Regions from separate parts of the Gossypium hirsutum genome. Here region 1 is linked to region 2. Evidence: chromatin contacts called from public Hi-C data. All regions are on one chromosome and are shown on one strand. Each heading gives the region's core, a stretch centred on a gene start, on an enhancer-like site or on the middle of the called end of the contact. The rest is flanking DNA. Distances are from core to core; before and after follow the strand shown. Region 1 holds the start of LOC107910664. Region 2 holds the start of LOC107910712.

Region 1 (3,469 bases), core at 11-2,510, 130 kb after region 2:
CGATAACGCTTTAAGCTCCAAGGTTGGTGGCTGCAAAATTGAAGGCAACATTTTAATTTGGGAAGGTAATAGTTCAAATTGGTTACCTCGATTCGTCAACGATGGTTGCGTCTCCAAGTGTTTGACAATTTCTCGCAACGGATCTTCTATAACTGCTAACTCCTCGAGACGACTCAATACATCCATGTCAATGCTTCTGTAAAGGACAGTTTCCAACTCATCAAAGTCATGATATTTAGAATAATTTTGAGTTAAACAATCTATACTATCGATGCTGGAAATATTTGACAATGAGTTAGGATGACTCATGGCTTCGTAGACATTGAATTTCACGATTTCGCCATCAATTTTTGACAATGTTTGACAATGTTCCACTCTGAACATCAATTTTTGCGCTCGCGGTACTTAGGAACGGTCTTCCAAGCAAAATGTCAGACGAATTAGTGGAGTTATCGTCCTCCATATTAATAATGTAGAAATCTGCAGGGAAAACTAATTCGTTAACTTTAACAAGGACGTCTTCAAGTAACTCTTCGGGATAGATGACTGACCTGTCTGCTAACTGGATTATTACTCCTGTCTTTTTCAAAGGACCCGCGTTAATCAACTTATATATAGGATAAGGCATAACATTAATGGAAGCCCCTAAATCACACATGGCTTTCTTAATGCCTACATTACCTATCTCACAGGAAATAGCGAACATACCTTGGTCCTTATATTTGGGCGGAACTTTCTTTTGCAGTACTGCAGAGACATTTTCTCCTACATTTACTCTTTCGTTACCTATTAACCTTCTCTTGCTAGTGCACAATTCCTTGAGAAATTTCGCATAACAAGGGATTTGTTTGATAGCGTCGAGCAAAGGGATATTCACCTCCACTTTCCTGAACGTTTCGAGGATTTCTTTTTCCTCATTTTTCTTTCTTATCCTTCGCGAGTCTCCCTGGAAAATGAGGTGGCACCACAACTGATTCCTGAATTTTTTATTCCGGTCTGGCTTTTGGATCAGAGATCTGTTTTTCCCGTTCGTTGTCTTGCAATGACTTTCGTCTGGAACTGTTTCCAGAACTTTTTCGCTACGAAAAGTTATTGCACTTGCATTCTGCCGAGGATTCGGCTCTGTCTGGGAAGGTAATTTACCTTGAGATTCCAAACGATTAACCGCCATCGAGAGTTTACTAACTTGATTAGTTATCTCTTGTATTGATGCTTCTGTCCTCTGTTGGTACTTCGCAACATCGACGGCAAGTCTTTCCATAACAGCTTCTAGAGATGTGCTCGGCTTGGGTGGCAGTTACGGTGGTTGCAAAGGTCTCGATTGGTATGATGGATTATATCGAGGATTAGCTCCGTAATTCAAATCGGGATGATCCTTCCACCCGGGATTGTAGGTGTTAGAAAATGGATCATATCGTCTTTGTGGAGGTCCCGGAAAACCTCCGACAGCGTCGATATGTGCCGTTGAATTTTCGTTAAGGATTGGGCACAAATCCGTCGGATGTTCAGATGTAGTACAAACTCCACATAGTTGGGTCCGATTCTTCTTTTCTGTAAGCATAGATTGAACAATATTAGTGAGCTTATCCAATTTATCTTCTAAGGATGAAACGTTTACCCCATTAACCCATCTTGTGGGTTCTGAATTCGGCCGATACTGTTGAGAATTTGCCGCCATGGTGGATATCAATTCTCTTGCCTTTTGAGGAGTCATATTGACAAGCGCCCCCCACTAGCCGCGTCAATCATTTTCATTTCCATAGGGAGCAAACCCTCGTAGAAATACTGAAGAAGTGATTGCTCGGTCAAACCGTGTTGAGGACAACTTGCACACAATTTTTTGTACCGCTCTCAATAATCATAGAGCGATTCGCTTTCCATTTGGCGAATTCTCACTATGTCTCTCCTAAGTTCAGCTACTCGCGATGCTGGGAAAAATCTGTCAAGAAAAACACGAGATAAGTCATCCTACGTTGTAATAGAACCAGGGGTAAGTAAAATAACCATTCTCTTGCTGTATCAACTAAAGAGAAAGGAAAGGCCCGAAGTTTAATTTTTTCTTTGGTTAGTCCCTGTGGTTTCATGCTTGAGCAGACCATGTGGAATTCTCTCAAGTGGGTATGTGGATTCTCATTCTTCAAGCCTCGAAAAGTGGGCAAAAGGTGAATCAGGTCTGACTTCAACTCGAACGGGGTTTCTCTGACTGGATAGTTTATGCATAACGGTGTTTGCTCGTTGGGAGCAGCGGCTAGTTGACGAATGGTTCGGTTCGCCATCCTTTCTGGTTCGCCGAGGTTGTCTTCTACTTCTTTTGTTTCAGAAAGTGGTTCGGTCTCAAGATCAACTACTTCGACTTGTTTCCTACGTCGAATTGCCTCTGCACGAATTGCTTGTCTCAATTTTTCAATGTCGGTTTCTAAGAGCCCTTTTCCTAGCTCAACTTCTGCTTTACTTGCACGTTTAAGAGCTTCTGTCTCTTTCCGTCGTGCTCGTGCTGATTTTTCGATCTCTGGGTCGTATTCGAGATCTCCGGATGAAGATTTGATCATGAAGATGATTTAAACAATTATACAGGTAAAATCGTGAACATATCAAAACTAGTATTCCATGTAAAGTGAGACCTAAAACAACCCAAATTCCGAAGGCCATTATTAAAAAAGAAAATCCTGAAACAGAAGACATCCATTCCTAGTTATAGTTGTGCTACCTCTCCTTTCAGATATATCCAGGATCGAATTAAAATCACCAGCAATTAGCCAAAGTTCATCACATGACTCAACTACAGAATTCAAATGATCGCACAACATATGCCTATTAATTCATTGGGGACTAGCATAAACAACCAAGCAAAAAATCTCAACAATTTTTGGCCATTACCAATCCACATGTGAATAGCCTGAGAATTTAATCGCAAAATTTTAACATTAACAATATCATTCTAGAGAACCCAAATATCACATGAGAATCCATTCGCCACAATTCTACAAGAGTTTGAACACTCCAATTTGCTAATAACTCCATCAGCATGACAACCACTTATCCATGTCTTAAATAAGCAAAAGATATCAGGACGAAACACACATCTATATTCAAAAATAAATTTATGGAAATGGGGGTGGCCTGCACCTTGAGAATTCCAAAAAATTAAATTTTAATCCATCAAAATATATGACAAGATCAAGCATCAGAACAAAACACGGCACTAGCAACTTACCCCAACGTCATGATCAGGAACTACTGTCAAATTCTCACCTTCTATCAAGGAAGTAAACCCCACATTCGAATGTTCCAAAGCCTTATGTAAATTACCCACAATACCCTCCATAGCTGCTGAAACGTCCACGGGAGGTTGCACGTTGTAGCTCGATTTACCATCAAGAGGATTTCCTTTTTTAATATTGTCCTCTAAAACAAGCTTAGATCCTTCTCCCAAAGATTCTTTCTCGGTAGCTCCAAATTTAAACATATT
Region 2 (3,503 bases), core at 299-2,798:
ACTGTCTGAATTGAAAACAGCAGACAGTTTCTATTGCTCACTGTATCAATATGAATATTTTAGCACAATGTATCAATACAAACTCTGATTTTAGAAGACATTGTGCACAAGACACAATTTTATCAAATTTATTTTACAAGTTAAACCAGAAGTTAAACATCAATACATACTTGCCCTTATGCCTTAAAACTCTTTGGATTACATAACAAAGGAAAAGAAATAGCAATACAAACATGCAATCGGGGAAAACTAACCTTTCAATACAGACTTGCAATACAGAATATTTTAGCACAATGTATCAATACAGACTCTGATTCTAAAATTTAGCTGAGTATGAACCAAAGTTTGTTAGACTGAGCAAAATAGATAATAAAATTTATTCCAATGCTACCTTAAGAAAAATGAAAATTGCGAACACAAACAGATAATCAAGACATAAAGCAAAGAAAAACACATTAAAGGAAAAATATGGTGTAACAGTATATGCTAAACTTGATTTTTTTTGGATAAACTTTGCTTTTTTTTTATTTATATAAAGGAAACAACAAAAGCTGCTACAGCAATACAAACATGCAATTAGGGAAAACTAACCTTTCAATCGAACATGCAATACAAACAAAACCATAAATACCTATGGAAAACTAACTTGTAATGAGCAAATTGGGGACGAGTGCGATGAAGAAGTGTTGGAACAAAGAACCTATAATGAGAAAAGGGAAATCGATTAAGTGTTGAAACGAAACCATAACCAGCAAATAATGCAACCAAACAAATAATGAAAAAAAATCATAACCAGCAAGAAACCCTATGTCAATTTACCAAGAAACTAACACCATGAACTGAAACAATCGCACCAAATAATTGTATTTATAAAAAAAATTGCAATAACACCCATTAATGCATGAAGAGAGGAAAGATGCCAAGATGGAAGTCGGGACCGGCTGGAGATTACTCACTTGTCACTTCAAAGCGTCCGGAGATCTAAGACCGTGGAGTCGGCGAAAGATGCCAAGATGGAAGTCGGGACCGGCTGGAGGTTTGGTTTGCTGGCAGCTTCTGTCGATGTTGGGAGGGAGAGGGTGGTTGGAGATCGATTTGAGTGATGAGTGCTGCAACGGCTTGAGAGGGTAAAAGAGAGACCGATTAGGTAATCCTTTCTTTTGGAAGGGATTACAAATCGGCGTTGCATAAGGAAAAATGGGGAATCTGTCCGCAGCGTAATAGGCCTGTATTAGGGCAATACAACGAACCAAACAAGGTAATCAGTAGGGCCACGGATTAGGGGTGTAATGGCAAACAAACATGGTGCAAGTGTTTTTTAATGAATAAATGGAAAAAAAAAAACACGGCAAGGGCTTATATGAATAAAAAAAAGGTACCAATGTAAGTACTCTTCCAACAAATTAGTAGTAAGGCATAAAAAATTCTAAATGATTCAACCGGCAACTGCCAGTTTCCAACCCCGTAGGCCGTAGTGGCTGACACGTTCATCCGTCTTCGCTAATCGGCGAAAAAGACAAAACCAACAACTGTTACCTTTGGTTTTTCGTTTTTGATTGTCTTTTTAGCGGTATGTACTATTTATTTTTAGAAAGCTTTGGTTTTTAAATTAATTTTCCTTCTTCTTTTTAGTCAATCGTACGAAAGAAAAAATAGAGATAAGCTTAGACGAAATCGACCAAGGATTTTTATTAGTTTTATGGTTCTTGCAGACATCGAATTAAGCTCTTTTTAAGGTACATTCATTTTTTTCCCCTTCTGATTTTCTTATTTTCATGTGTCTTTGCTTCTTTTTTTTTTTTTAGATGAAGGGTTTTTTTTTTCCTTTGTCGGCAGCGTATTTTCCCCTTGTTTTCTGGGTTTTTGTTTTAAAGGGTATGGGATTCTGGGTTTTATTCCGGTTTCAATTTTTAATTTATTTTATAGTTGCATTTAGACGTAGAGACCGGGAGCTGGTTGTAATCCCTCATCTGATTGTCGAAAAATAGGAGTAGTTTTTTTTTTTTCAAATTTCAAGCTTTACTGATTTTTCTGGGGGAGTTAAAAGATGATCATTTGTTTCGAGTTCCTTTATGTTTTAGCTTGTTCCTTTGGGTCTTTGATGATGAAAATTGAGCTATTCATGGTTCATAAATTTGCTATCTTTTTGTCCTTGGAGTTAGCATTTGAATTGACCATTGTTTTCATGTACTTGCCTACTACTAATATGAAATATTTCAATGGCAAATGCAGGATTGGTTGGTTTTTTTTGGTGAGACCTAGAACTGTTTGATATTTCTTTGAAGTCAAGGATTAGTTCATGTAGACCATGACTGAATTTTAGCTTGGCAGTAGTGGGGTTAAGTATCTCAAGGATTTGGGGTTTATTTTTGAATGGATCCCTTGTTTAGAAGAGAAAGAGATATTGAAGTAGATCTTGAAAGTGGTGGGATTACCAGTGAGGATGAAAAAACAAAAGATCGTGTTCCATCGAATTTACAAACAAAGAGAACTCTCAGTGGAGTTTGGAGTGATCTTTTGAGTTTTGATAAGATAGGAAAGGGTGAATCCAGCATGAACTCATGCAGTAGTTCTTCGAGTTTTGGTGGCGGAGTTGAGGGTGAGAATATGGAATGCTTGGTAGACAAGAATTCGGAAGGAGAAGAGAATCATGAACTCATGGCGGTAGCAGAGAAGAACTTAGCAGAAGTGAAGTGCAAGAAGAAAAGCACTAGGAAGCCTCCCAAACCTCCACGGCCACCGAAAGGTCCGCTGTTGGATGCTGCTGACCAGAAGTTGGTGAGGGAGATTGCTGAACTTGCCATGAGGAAACGTGCGAGGATGAAACGGATTAAAACATTGAGGAGGATGAAAGAAGCAAAGGCATCATCATCTAGCAGTGGCCTTTATGCTATGGTTATCACGGTTCTCTTTTGCTTCGTCTTACTCTTTCAAGGTATTTGACATCTTTAAAGTTCCAAGGAAGGACCCTAAATAAGAATTATTCTCGTCCTTAGATAAAATCTTTTACTAGTATAAATTTCATGGACTGCACGGTATGAATTCTACGAATAACAAAATCCCCTCAGTTTGTTGTGTTTCAAATTTGAGTAACATACCATTTCCGGGTTTTCACAAATAACTTTGTTGGAGAGTCATCATTTCCGATTACCAGAAAGATTTAGCTTGGTTAGCTTGTGTTATTACATAGATTAGGCAGCTTAACTTCGTTGATGAGCTATCTCTGTTTCGACCATGTCTAGTATAATGACATTGTAATTCTTGGTTGTTGCAATTATAGTTGTGCCTTGATATCGAACATTTTTCCTATATTCCCAAAGTATTGTAAAATATTCCCAAAGTATTGTAAAATCATCTGTAAAATATAGCACATTACATTTTATTTTTTATCTGGAATAAGCCTTCACTTGGAAAAGGAAAGCAAAATCGAAAACTGCTACATCAACTCTCTGTATATTGTTCAGCAGTGAATGGAGTGTTGACAAGAAGAAGTTGTTACTGAG

The links. Hi-C and Micro-C count contacts between places; a contact is called where the count stands out from the background.
Region 1: a Hi-C map of leaf shows a contact between it and region 2, with 2.1 times the contacts expected there. The contact joins the promoter of LOC107910664 here to the promoter of LOC107910712 in region 2. A contact is called at or near these places in 2 of 34 Hi-C or Micro-C datasets (both in leaf).

Annotation. Positions count from the first base shown.
Region 1 is chrD08:47,112,819-47,116,287 of Gossypium_hirsutum_v2.1, forward strand. LOC107910664 reads right to left here and starts at 1,261. Exons shown (of 2, transcript XM_041098221.1): 1 at 1-1,261. The coding sequence starts at 1,261. The coding sequence ends at 344.
Region 2 is chrD08:46,980,395-46,983,897 of Gossypium_hirsutum_v2.1, forward strand. LOC107910712 reads left to right here and starts at 1,549. Exons shown (of 9, transcript XR_005916740.1): 1 at 1,549-1,736; 2 at 2,233-2,935.